Regions from separate parts of the Mus musculus genome. Here region 1 is linked to region 2. The links are chromatin contacts, called in public HiChIP or PLAC-seq maps. All regions are on one chromosome and are shown on one strand. The core of a region is the stretch at or near the end of the contact, and the rest is flanking DNA. Distances in the headings are between cores, read along the strand shown.

Evidence for each region. HiChIP or PLAC-seq counts read pairs in DNA pulled down with a chosen protein or histone mark.
Region 1: a FOXA1 HiChIP or PLAC-seq map of pancreatic cancer cells shows a contact between it and region 2. The contact joins the enhancer-like site here to the promoter of Mtbp in region 2. A contact is called at or near these places in 4 of 39 promoter capture datasets (the HPC-7 cell line, embryonic stem cells, hippocampal neurons and 1 more), 2 of 484 Hi-C or Micro-C datasets (the HPC-7 cell line and embryonic stem cells) and 1 of 115 datasets of contacts at active chromatin or transcription factors (pancreatic cancer cells).

What each region holds. Positions count from the first base shown.
Region 1 is chr15:54,786,156-54,793,267 of GRCm38.p6, forward strand. No RefSeq gene overlaps it. Among named protein-coding and RNA genes, the nearest start is that of Ccn3, 44 kb to the left of the region's middle. Within about 2 kb of position 5,331, at least 17 of the 459 cell types and tissues checked have an H3K27ac peak or open chromatin away from gene starts, as enhancers often do. A contact at or near this core is called in pancreatic cancer cells, where this site is marked.
Region 2 is chr15:55,553,143-55,560,191 of GRCm38.p6, forward strand. Mtbp (Mdm2, transformed 3T3 cell double minute p53 binding protein) reads left to right here and starts at 4,266. Exons shown (of 22, transcript NM_134092.3): 1 at 4,266-4,595; 2 at 5,359-5,439. The coding sequence starts at 4,478. Mrpl13 (mitochondrial ribosomal protein L13) reads right to left here and starts at 4,170. Exons shown (of 7, transcript NM_026759.3): 1 at 4,116-4,170; 2 at 2,178-2,301. The coding sequence starts at 4,142.

The DNA of each region.
Region 1 (7,112 bases), core at 4,081-6,580, 770 kb before region 2:
AAAATGTTTGAAATGCAAATTATGTATACTTATAAGTCAATAAATGATGCTAAGATGGGAGAAGACAGTAGTGAAAGACTGACAGACGCAAAAAAACATGGACAGTTTTTCGAAATTACGCTAAGCACGGGGAGCCTGACAGGAAAGAGGGCATAGCGTATGTTTCTAGTTATACAAACTGCTAGATGGGCAAAACCAGGATTGAAACAATTTACTTGTGGTGTCCCCGAACAGGGAGAGACTAGAGCAAAGGGACAGGGGGAGGAGGGTGTCCTGGAATACTGGAATATTCCATGTCTGAATGGAGGTGAAGGCTACATGGGTGTTTACATTCATAGACTCTCATAAAGTCTCTGCTTTTAAGGTGAGTTTATCATATGTGAATTCCACCTCAAAAAAAAAAGCTTCTTTTCAAAGAGATTATGAAGTGAGAAATGAACTTAGAGAGGACTATTTATAAAACTTACAGGACACAAATAAAACAGCACTACCTTGATCAGGAAAGGGTGCCAGAACAGGCAATCATCTGTTAAGCTTTGAAAATAAGCAAATCACCCCAATTAACCCCAATGCTCTGAGCACCGAAAGTGGGAAATGTTCTAACTTTCCAGTCAAGCAAGGGTGGGGGAAGCCATTCCTACACCTCCGGCTACTTCTGGCCCCCGTGTAGATTTGAGATTAATTTGCAGTAGTAAAGCACTAATAAATGATCAGAACTCATGGCGCCCTTCAAGGGCTTGCTCTCAAATTCAAGCTACTTCTCCCCTCTGCTTGGAACCACTTGAAGACAAAGATGGCTGTGTTCCCCAAAGAAACAGGTAAGCTGATCCTGAAATGAGCCCGGGCAAGGTCATCTACAGGGTTCATTGAAGTGCAACCTACTATCACCCTCCCTGCACATCCAGCCCCAAACAAGGCTCTTGGAGGCTTCCAAGCCATTGACAGAGTAAATTAGATGAGAAGGGAAACACTGGAGAGGAGATGTGAAAATTAGTTTGACCATCCAACCTTTCCTTGCATCATGAGCAAGAACGACTAAGGGAGTAAAAAGGACATGAACCTGATGGGGCAACGGAATCTGAGCTAAGGTAGAAGACATATCCCTAATCTGGAAAATGCATGCCTATAAGCCTTCTGGATCTTAGTCTCCTAGTAAAAGAACTGATACTATTCATGCCACCAGGAGAGTTCTCCACAGGCCTGCATGAAGTGTGGCTTGTGGTTTCCCTGACTCAGTGATAGAATGTGAATGGGTGTGGTCTGCATACTCAGCTCTAATTGACAACTTCTTTGTTCCAGTATGCATCCCACTTTCCCACCAGAATCTGGGGCCTGTATTCCCCCACCCCTTCTGGACTCTCACAGCAAACTCTCCTGGAAATAATGTAACATCATTCAGGATCAGCCCCCAGGGTATCCATCAAGATTCTCCGGAGATGAGATTGACAAATATGTGGGTTTTTTTTTTTTTTAAAGTGCTTTCCTAGCAGGGAGATAGGATGTACACCTGTTGTCTTAGTCAGGGTTTCTATTCCTGCACAAACATCATGACCAAGAAGCAAGTTGGGGAGGAAGGGGTTTATTTGACTTACACTTCCATGCTACTGTTCATCACCAAAGGAAGTCAGGACTGGAACTCAAGAAGGTCAGAAAGCAGGAGCTGATGCAGAAGCCATGGAGGGATGTTCTTTACTGGCTTGCTTCTCCTGACTTGCTCAGCCTGCTCTCTTATAGAACCAAGACTACCAGCCCAGAGATGGTCCCACCCACAAGGGCCCTTTCCCCCTTGATCACTAATTGAGAAAATGCCTTACAGTTGGATCTCATGGAGGCATTTCCCCAACTGAAGTGCCTTTCTCTGTGATACTCCAGCTGTGTCAAGTTGACATGAAACTGGCCAGTACACCTGTAATCTCATCACTTGGAGTGGGCAGGAGGATTGAAAGCTTAAGGACAGCCTGGATTGTACAACAAATTGAAGGTTTATCTGAGTTATATAATAAGATCATGGTTCATTAAACCATAAATTGGAAATGAGACTTAGCAGTAGAGCATTTGTCTAGGATGTACAAGGGAATAGTTTCAATTCCCAGTGCCATTAAATACACGCACACACACACAAACAAACACACACACACACCACATATCTCACACAACACACATCCTACACATGTATAACACACCACACACATACACACCACAGACACACACACACCACCCTCATCCCACACATATACAACACACACACATACAGCACACTTTTTTCCCATTGAGAAGTCATTTGTTATTCTGATAGATTTTCCTTTATATGTAACTTGTGGTTTTTCTCTTTCAGTTTTTTTGGGGTGGAAAGCAGTGTCAGGAAAGAGTTTCTCTGTGTAATCCTGGCTGTCCTGGAACTCACTCTGTAGACCAGGCTGGCCTCAAACTCACAGAGATCCATCAACCTCTGCCTGCCTCCCGAGAGCTGGGATCAAAGGAGTGAGCCACCACCGCCCAGCTATCTTTCAATTTTCAATACCCATTCTTTGTTCTATGCCTTTATTGTTTTAACCACAATACACCAGGGGGAGTTTTCATTCTGCTCCTATTTGCTACTCTGTGTGCTTCCTCTATTGGGTATGTTTTCCTTAATTTGGGGAGGATTTCTTCTATTATTCAGTTGAAGATATGGTCCATATAATAGACCTGTTATTCCTTTCTTTGTTCTATGATCAAAATTAATTAATTTGATCTTCTCATGGTATCTCAAAGTTCTTACATGATCCTTTTGTATGTTTTAATATTCTGTGATTGAGTGGTACTCTTCCTCTACTCTGTCTTCAAGTCCTGGTATTCTATTCTATTTTCTATTCGTCCTAGTCTATTGGACCAGCAAGGCTTTCCTCGGGATTCAATTGGTTTACTGAGTTTTGCAATTTCATCCTCGTTTTAACTTGAACTGTCTTCATTAATTTTATCTCTCCTGAATTCAGTTTTTAAACTCTGAACTCTGTGTGTGTGTATGTGTATGTGTGTGTGTGTTTGCTTGTGTCTGTGTGTCAGTGTGTATACATGTGCCACATTATGTGTGTTGAGGTCAGAGAAAAACTTGGAATTTTTTGGTTTTGTTCTTCCACAAAGTGGGTCCTGGGGATGGAATTCAGGTTGTCAGAATGGGTGCTTTACCCAAGGACCCATATCGTCTGCTACAGTAAAGACTTTTAACAGCTCAATTGAAGTCAGTGTAGGCATGATGCCTCAACCACATGCTGAGTGTGGAATCCTAGTAGCAGGGGCATTCTCCTACAGAAGTGCCATGCAGTCATCAAAAGCAGGATGCAGACATGTATGACGAGCATCAAATTTCCACTAACTTTTACCCTATATCTAACAATAGTCTTGACCCCAAAAGGTATCTTTTGTGTTTAGTTATGAAGGTTCTTGAGAGTCCCTTAGGGTGAAACCATTTCTCTCCTTTTTTCCCCCAGGACTTTTATGATCTCAAGTCTTTTGAGTCCAACATCCCATGGTTTCCTACCATGTTGAAGTAGCATCCTTGTTCTGACTCTGTCCTGGGTCATTCCACTTAGTAGCAAGATTCGTTCTTCACTCTCTCAGTGTGCGTGCAACCTTAACGCATGCACTCTCCAGCATGCCATCCTTATAAGGATGAGCCCTTCACCAGCCTCTGGGTGCCTCACCTTTTATAAAAAGCTCCATGAAGGTACCCACATTCCACTTGAATTAGGTTAGAGGGCAGGATGTATAATCAAAGTTGAGTGTTTTAATGGTCTCAAATTCCATTAGCATAAAGTCAGCCTAAAGGCTCCTGATCTATGTGAAGACCAGACTCAAAAAAGAAGCTGTGATGACAACAATTGAGTCAGCCATTGACCAAGTCATCAGGTTCTTTGTTCTCTTCCTTTACAGAATGGCTAATAGCTGCCAAAAAGCACAGTTACTGTTACCACTGTTACCGGTGTGAGTTCTAAGTGGTCTCTGATCAATCCTGCCATCACATTTATTGACTTCATCACTGAGAAAAATACTAATATCTCAATATTCTTTGATTACAAAAGGCAGAAATCAACTTGCCATAGACTCCATTTGCCTAATTGTAAATAGCAGCCCTTTGTGTGTGTGTATGTGCCTCTGTGTGTGTGTGTGTGTGTGTGTGTGTGTGTGTGTGCTTGACACGAGCTAGAGTCATCACAGAGAAAGGAACCACAGTTGGGTCCAACTGGAAGGCATTTTCTCAATTAGTGATCAATGGGGCACCATTGAGGGTGGTGCCATTCCTGGGCTGGTAGTCCTGGGTTTTAGAAAATGGCAGCTGAGCAAGCCACGGGAAGCAAGCCAGTAAGCAGCACCCCTCCACGACCACCGCATCAGCTCCTGCCTCCAGATTCCAGCCCTGAGTGAGTTCCTGTCCTGACTTCCTCCAGTGATGAACTATGATCTGGAAGTGTAAGGCAAATAAACCCTTTCCTCCCCAACTTGCTTTTTGGTCATGGTGTTTTGTCACAGTTAAAACACTGACTAAGACACCCTGTGAACCATGGTTCCCCAGTCTCAGCCTTTGGGGTTTGCCTCACTGTACTGCCTTTCACCCATCCAGCTCTGGTCAAGTTGGAGGCCACTTTGTTTAGTCAGCGTATTCTGGCCTTGCCACTAGTCTTAAAGGACACCTAGGCCTCTCCTATCAAAACACTCACCGAACTGCTTTGTATCTGCTGTTCTTCTCATCTCTCTGCCCTTGGAAGTTACAAAGTGGTTTCCTATACGATGTGTGCAATGCAATGTACATATGTCTTTTATTTACAGAAACACAATTAAAATACATACCTTAAATTAGTTGCCAACATAACAACTCTGGAGATTTTCTTTAATAACAACAACAAACAAAACAACAAAAGATCATCTAGATTTCTATTACTTCTGGGACAGAGGCCCAAGCTTCATCCTCCTGAACTGCACCGATTTTTCTGAAGTCAACCCATGGATGCTTCTCTTTACAAAGACGAATTGCTCCTCAAAACACAGTCCCTATATAACCTCACTGCCTGTACTCATGCACTAGACTTTGTAATCTAGCTCGTAGACCATTCGCTCTCTTCAAACATTGAATGGCATCTTATGGTCTTATGCCTAGTTTCATGTCATTCTCTCTCCCTGGCCACAGATGATCCTGTCAGAGTGCTCAGCAGTCAACAGCGACTGACCAGGCAACTAGACACAGGCTGCTGATCCCTTTAACCATGATTACATGAAATCAACCAGCATGACTGTGCCTAAGGCTCTGTAAACACAGGCCAAGTAGGAAAGGGTGGAGCTGGAGACACTGAGGGAACTGTGGAAAAGAAAATTAGCCAGCTATTGAATTCCAGCTACTGTGACCGGGCTTCTGCTTTGGTAACATTGGGTGTTTGGTCAATGAAATCTTGACCCAAAATAAAATATGTCTACTTTTCCCCACTCTGGGGAGATGACTCTTTTTTTTTTTTTTTAATTCCTTTTTCTTTGGAGATGAGACCACATGTAAAGAGATCAGTTTCCTCAAGCAGCTGTGTGAGGGTTTTTTAAAAAGCTGTTTTTTATTGAATCTGTAACAGCAGTCTGTCTAACTCATTGCCAAATGAGTGTTAGGCATTATTCAAGAGTAATACTCAGAGCTGTGGTTTTCTGGAGAAGAAGTAAAAAGCACTCCTAAGAATAACAAATGAACATTTCTAAAGAACAAATGTTGATCTAATAGCCTTCTACCTCACCAACTATAGACTCCTGCTATGCACTTGGCTGATCACACCAGCCCTAGCATTATCCAGCCAGACTCTCCCTTTTCTGGCAAAGTGGAAGAAACTCCCTACATCTAGAACGACATCGCCGAGGCCTTCCTTCCCAGATAAAGAAGATTCTTCTTATCTTCTAATCTTCATCCTTCCTATCCAGCTTGTCCAGGCATAACTCATCTTTTAACATTTATTTTACCATATCTAGCACACACAGATACAATATCGTCACTATATCACATCAAACACACCTTATCCCTAATACTACACAGCACTCCAGCACTCATGCATTCACACACATACACTCACAAACACACACACACACATGCACACACACCTATCCCTGGTTGAGAACATCCATGATTTTAGAATTATCCTACAGAATCAGTTTTTATTCATTGTTACTATAGTTCAGAGATAGGAATTTTAGACAGCTAAAACATGGTCATTTCCACTTCTAGACAGTACTCCATTAATGCTGTGAGCCTTGAAATCACAGAGAACTGTGTTCATATTTTGGTGCTCCTAACTTGGTACTCAACTTCCTGGCTGACCTAAATCAAGTCACTTAACTGCATCAGAAGTGAATCATGATGAATTGGTTTGGGAAAATATTGACTATAGGAATAGACATGAGAACAAGTTACAAACATAAAAAAGTATTTCATTATGATTAAAAATAACATTAGTAAAATGTTTTTAGTACATAACATCTTTTTTGTACACGTTATCAAAATCATACAACTCTTCCTCATGACCTCTGCAGGGTGATGTCATCCCCATAAGTCTACCTTCACAGGGTGGGAATCACAGATGACCAAGAGCAATTCACTGATGGTTATACACTAAACAAGCAAGAGTCTGGACTGCGACTGCTTAGCCTATATGATGCTTTTAGTTGGGGTCCAGGGATTATCTCACAAAACACACAAACTACTGTGGTAGAAGGCCTTGTCTATATGCATGCCCTAACTTGTCTTCAAGGATGGGACTTGTCTAACATTCATGTCTTGACTTACCAACCAGAATGTCAGTTTCCAGGGAGGTCTTGGGAACTTAAACTTTACTGAACCGCTACTCAAAATAGAAGTCTTATTCCAAATGGTTTCTTATCTTAGTACAGGTGTCTCTTATGTTGGGGTCTATCCCTTATACCTTAAAAGCTTATACACAGATTCAGTGTATGTTGGATAGTCCGTTCAGATAGGTCCAAGCTTACTGTAGATAACTATACAAAACAGTTCTACTGACTTCTATTGTGGTTGGTTTCCAGGGGCACAGAACATAACAGACTATGTAATCAATATTGGTATTAGAAAGTTTCCTAGTAAGCAGAAACAT
Region 2 (7,049 bases), core at 3,016-5,515:
TATAATGTTGTGGGTTAAGAGCTCAGTGCTAAAGAATTAATATGCATGCGTGTGTGTGTGTGTGTGTGTGTGTGTGTGTGTGTGTGTGTGTGCGTGCATGCGCGTGTATTAAGATCCTTACAGAAACCCACAAAAACAAGGTTAGATATTGAGTGGATAGAAATGTTGTGACATGCATTTCTTCTTGACGTGCTGTGCAATATTTAGTAATCCAGTTGTCACAGTGACTATAGAACCAATCTCCCAGGAAGACCAAGAGGTGCCTGTATCTGTGAAGCATCTCTTTAAAACTGTCCTGTACATGATACTCCTAATGAGTGATTGGCCTGGACCACACACTGCAGGGGGTGCTCGAGCATGGCAGAATCCTTACATTCATATTCTACACACAGACTTCAGAGTATGGATTATGCTCATACTCCACTGAAAGTTTATTACAGAAGAAAGAGCAACAGGATTAACAAATGAGAAAAACGATAAAGCCATGCTCTTAACTAAATCCAATCATCCGAAACACGTTTTTTCTTGCTATAGCTCCATAGATCTCAAACTCAAACTCTAGCAGCTCAAATGCCAAGGCACTAGCTGGAAAGGTTTTTTTTTTTCTTTCCTCTTTTCATCTACTTAATTAGTATTCATAAATGCAAACATTTCTTAGATTTAAACTGTGTGTGGAACACTATCATAGGTACTTAGAATTCCTGTTTTTTTAAAGTTTAGCAAAGAAAAGTAGACAGTACGTGGGTTCATGCCAAGTGATACCTAAAATGCTGTTTCAGAAAAAAATGGCAATGTAAAGGATGAATGGGCAACTGGAGAGAGGGCTCCAGAAAGGCCCTTTTCAGGACAGAAATAACTGGCCAGAAATACAAAAGGCACAAAGGAAAGAACCAACGAGGACTGGGGAAGAACATGCAGACAGAGAAGGGTGCGTGAAAGCTACCCAAGCAAAACTGTGCTTCTCAGGCCAATTAAGGAGACAACAGCAGGCCACAGAGGATTGCTCAGGGGCAGGCGAGAATAATGTTAGGAGGTGCAGGAGCCCCATTAATGAGTCCTGCAGGGGACATGCCCACTTTGTGTTTTATTCTTTTGTTTGGAAAACGATAACTAAGCCTTTTTTTTCTTAAAGTTTTCTGTGCAGAAACTATGTATGAACAAAATAGTGTACAGAACAGCAGTCCAAAAAAGTACAGAAGGAAGGGGTGGCGAGATGGTGCCGGATCGCAGGAACGCTGCTCTTTAGTTTATAGATTCAGCATGCTGTTTAGGCAGGGTGTAGGGACACAGAAGAAGAGTCACAGGACACAGAAGTAGAGAAGACTTCAAACCACACCATCAGAAAGGACACAGACACTATGAATTAAGATGGGGAAAATTGAGAAGGCCAGTTGGTTTGGGTAGGGAAAACCAGGAGTATAATGTCTCTAACTGGGCTGATGACTAATGGATATCCAAGAGGACATGCTGAGCAGACAGTAGGTTCAGAGTTCAGCATACAGGTCAAAAACAGAGACGGGCATATGGAAGTATTATCATACACATAGGTTTTAGAGATCTGAGGCAGAAATCAGCAACTTAATGAATGAGAAGAGGTCCAAAGACTGCACACTAGGATGTGTCCACATTTCAGTGTGAGGAAAATTTGGATATGACAGGAAAATGCCTCAGTAAAAGGTCATGTCGAAATGCCTACAAGCAAAACTCTTCTAGAATGAAAAGTTTATTTTATAAACAGCATACAGAAACAAATCTTCAATTCAAGAGTGAAAGGCAACTTATCACATCAAGCTGGCTCTACCTTCCCAGGGGAAAAATTTTAGAAAATAGGCAACATCTATTAAAACCTCTCCACTCAAAGGCATGTCGTCATGAGAAGAGACTAGTGGAAGAAGGGAAACTCAATTTACAGTGGAAATCAGGACAGCACTGGAGTGCAAGTAAGGTTACTGGTGGGTTTTTGTTTAGTAATAGTATCAAATGGGACTGTTTAAAACACACACACACCATCAAATTCAGTTTAGCACCTGATGAGGTCTTCCAGAAGGAATAGAATAGAGAATCTTTATATACACGCAGAAAGGAGCCCTTGAACACAGTCCCGTGAAACCTCATGAAGTTCCTATTCTGGAGTTGTAAAGCACGGCTGCCCATGACGGATCTAAGGCAGTACTTACTCAGCTGATGGTACACTGGTTTATTTAATCCTTGCAGTTTGTTGGATGCTATAACCGCAAGTTTGCCAGGGGGCTGCATTTTGCCATCTAAGAGATACCACATTCGAGCAAAAGTGGCCCATTGCTAGGAAATAAAGAGAATAAGAAAATTCTAGTTAAAATGGAAACAATTAAAACCATTACTATACACTATTATGGGTATTCTATAACTAATGCCAGCAATTACTTTGAAAAACAGACTATCACTAGTTTGTGTGGGTGTGTAATTTGTTTCCATTACCAGTTCTGAGGTCTTTTCTTGTTATGGCATTAAGATAGTAAGGCATGTTACACAGAAAGCTGAGTGGCCAACTGCCAACTGAAGATTATTCAAGAACTCAGTTCTAGGAGAGCTAAACACAACTATGCAATCAGAGCAGTATAGCTTAGATTCAGTATGTCTATGTGTGTGTGAGAACTGAGAAACCAGGCAAGCACTCTACCACTGAGACCCATCACTAACCCCTTTCATGCTTTTGAGACAAGAGTCTCACCAAGTTACTCAGCTTAGCCTCGAGTTCACCCTGTACCCGCCAAAGGCTTGAAATTACAACTATCCCCACTTCATTCTCTAGAATAGCTGGTATTACAGGCCTGTCTTCCAAGACATCTTTAGGTCATCTGATAAAATCACTGTCTTCAATGCCTCCAAACTAAGGAAATTATCTCTATTCCAGAAAGATCTTGTCCAGGTACTTTCATATGCATATACACAAGGATTATATGCTAGAAAAATACACTTATAAGCTTGTGGTTTCATATTAGTTATCCTAAATTTTAAACTAGCCTATGCATACGCAAAAGACAAGTTTACCACATTCCATGTGAACTAATACTTTAAAAAAGCTTGATAAATAATAGAAATACTGCCACATGTCAACTTGCTGTCAAAGTTTTAAATATTCACATCTGTTATTTACCTGATTATAGACAGGTAACAACTACATTTAAAGGAAATGTACTTCAAGTAGTGTTAGGCTAGGAGTTGTCTTGGATTAACATATCAGAAACTAATTCTTTCTCTTCTATCTAGAATCTGCTTCAGTTTCAGTATTCCCTATGAGTCAGCCTTCCGGTTGCCCAAACCAGAATTCTTAAAAGTTATTCTTGTTTCTCTTTACACCCACATTCAAATCTTTAATATATATTGTGGACTTCTTAGAACTCCAATGTTTCAGCCTGACTTGTAAAATGAGTATTTTGTGTGGTACACTAAAATAGAATTCTAACTGAATTCTCCCTTTAGCCCTTCAAAGATCTCCCATCTGTGAACAGTTTATCTTCCACCTGGCGGCTTGAGTGCTTGCTTGATCCTTCTGATGCCTAAGACTTCTAGGTCAAAACTCTACAACAGGTCTTCATTCTTTATAAACAGTCTTAAGCAGCGCAGGCTTGACTTCAAGCTCACTAAGTATCGGAGAAGGCTGGCCTTGAACTTCGGATCTTTCTCCCTCCACCTCCCAAGTGCTAGGATAACATGCGTGCACCATAATTCCAGGTTTATGCGGTGTTGGGGATGGAACCCAGGCATGCTACGCTACATCAGCTACAGCTCCACACCTTCCCTTCCCCCTCCCCTACTGTACTAAACAAAAATAAACATCTTTTAGTGGTTTTTACTGCCCCACGTCATTCAACCTATTATTTCACTTTAGCTCTCTTTCCGCAAGGAACAAAAGACACGAAAGGGGCAGACTGAGGAGAGAAAGGAGCCAAAACAAAGATATCAAGTGGTAGGCAGACTCACAACCCTCTGGTAAGTGACTCCTAAAGCATTTCTTGGGTACGGGTGTCAGCTTCCCTGAAAGCTCAGCTTCTGCACTAAATCCCTGTGAACACTGCTCTTCATTTTCGCCAGCGTACTGAGCACACTATCCTGCCCGAAACGCGCAAACTCACCTGGGGCGCCCTAGAGAAGCTGGACATGCTCTCCGACCCGCGGCGTCCTTTACTTTGCACCCGCCCCGCCGGGGAACCAGCACCACGGGTCCGGCGGGAAACACAGACACCCGAGCATGAAGGTTCCTACTGCCGTCGCGTGCGCTCATCTGCTTCCCCGCCACACTCGGGTCCCCGCCGGTAGCGGTTTCGTTATGAGAGGAGCAGAGAGTGTGGCTCCTGAGAGAATAATTTCCCACAATAATTGGCGGGAAAACCGACGTAGGACATTATTTTGCAGCCAACCTGAGCGGCAGGAAACCGGAAGTGCACGTTGCGCGCGGCTCTTTTGAGACCTAACACTGAGTCCGGGCGCGAAGAGGATGGATCGGTACTTGCTGCTGGTCACCTGGAGGGAAGGGAAGTTTCGATCCGTGGCGGGTGGGGAGATCGAGCCTGGCACTGAGGCGACATCCCTGGAGAGCACCGACAAACAGCCCGGTAAGCTCTGGGCGGAGAAGAGGCGGGAACGACCGGCGGCGGGGAAGCGAAGGATTTGAGTTTCTGATGAAATCCCGGAGGGAGGCGCATAGGTCGAATGGTCCCGGGAACGTGCAACTAACTCTCTGAAGTAGTTTCTATAAGAACTGAGCAGTAGTATGTCAATGGAAAAGATATAAAGTTGTGGGTATTAGATGCCAGTGTCCCAAGTGCTTGGTGAACTGAATATTTGCCTGGTTGAATCTTCTGGTGGCATAGTCATCGAATTTTTGCTTTTAGGGAAGGTATGCTTGCAGAAAGAAGTGTCCCTTGGCGTTCCTACCACCTTGAAGAAAGCACAGAAAGAAATGATAGGTTCTGCAGATCTGAGTTTTACATTCTATGAAGGAAACATTCCACACTAAAAAAAGAGAAATGACCAGCTTTAAAAGATTTTAGCTGCATTGCTTTTTTGGCGTACTTGACTAATCTCAATATTACGTTTTCCTTGTTTTGATTAAGCAGACATTTTTAGGAAGAAATGTATATAGTTCGTATATACTTCTTTTGGAAGGAAGTTTTGATTTCTTGTTACTGATTAGCATATACAAATGAGGAGACTTGGCTGTTTTCTCTGCGGTGTCAGCACTTGAATAGACTTGGTCAACATGTATTCTGTCTACAACTTACTGGCCTTCAGATCCTCTGATAGTGAAATGGAAACAGGCCCTAGATTATGTTAACTCTTGAGTTAGATGACTGAGTCAGGTCTTTATTTTTATAGATTTGACCGCAACCAATATTTATCACCTCTTGAAGAGAAGCATCAGCGATTCAATCCATCCAGATGACAGTACATTCCCTGGTAAGTACAGAAGTGTAATGGTAATGAAATTCCTCTCCTATCCACCACCACCCCCCACCCCCAAAGTCTGACACAGCATTTTTTTGGAAATCAGTCAGTTTGATAACCTAGGAGTACAAGAAAGACTTGTTGACTTGAGAGGCACAGGGCTATGGGGGTATCTTAAAGAAAACCTCAACTACATTACTATTCCTTCCTGATATTTGAATGTTGTAAGTTTTTATAAAAGTTATTCTGGGTTCCCATTGTGAGAGTTTTGCTTCCATATAACCCTTGCTCTCCTGGAACTCTTTATCTGTAGACCGGCCTGGCCTTGAACTCACAGAGATCTGCCTGCTTCTGTCTTCCCAAGTGCTGGGATTAAAGGCATGTGCCACCACTGCCCTGCTTGTGGAAGGGTTCTTGTCTTGAGTAAAGACAACCCGTTACAGCTCCCACTCTGCCTTCTTTACCACATGTGGGTGTTGTTTTCCTGTCTATTTTACTGATTCTCTTAAAGCAAAAACAGCTTTGAGTCATCTGCTTTGACTTTCTGAAGTTCTCACTACTTTTTTTTTTGGGGGGGGGGCAAGAAATCTTCCCTACTTTTAGTTCTATTGGTACTTTACAAATATATCTATTTGTAAATGTATTTGATAATTTTCTTCTCTTTTACTTCTCCATCTGATAATATCCTTTAAGGCCCAGAAAATATGAATATGGAGACAGATCAGATCCTACAAGCTGAAGGAAGTGTCTATAGTTGGCAGGAAAAAATAGCCTCCTTTTGAGAGCTGCAGCTCTCATGATTCTGTTATAATCGGCTCCCTTCCTTATTGGAGAACCTCTAGTCTCGGGGGCAGCTCTCACCACTAAGGATTGATTTCCAGTATGTAGGCACTGTACTAGCCTGTTGTCCACGTTCTAATGGTACTCTTATTAATTTCTGAAGTTGGTAAAGTTTAGCGAATTCTTTAAAACATTCTAGACTGGGTTCTCATGAAAGTATTCACTCTGCTTGGAAGGACAGGGTTTCTTATAAGACACCCCTTTTGTACAGTAATGCAGAACTCTGCAAGTGATGTGTACTGAAGGCATGCAAGACCATCCCAGTTCAATAATCAATTAGACAGTAGAATTGTTCCATGACCTGTAACATTCCTATCAAAGCTAATTAAAAACTCTTGTTGGTTTTTAATGGCTCAGTGGGTGGGGTTGCTTGCTCTCAAGGCTGATGACCTGAGTTCATTCCCCAGGACCTATACTGAAGGAGAAGTGCAGCGCCTGCAAGTCATCTATCTGATCTCCACACAGAGTGTGACACATAGGTGTCTACACACACACACACACACACACACACACACACACACAATGCAACTAAAAAGAATTTAAAACACTGATTGTTTTAAATATGTAAGACAGTGAAAGAAATAGTAAAGATAATATTTACTGTGTGTTCTGTAGGTTATAACATGAGACACAGTGCAATTGAAGTATTTTGTTTCTTTGTTAAATCTGCTGAAAACAGTCGGGCATCAAGTTCTACTTTGCCATCATAGAACTTATACAGATTTAGCATCGTTTCTGTGCTTTGGCGACTTGTACTCTAGTTCTATCAGCTTCTAGTGTTT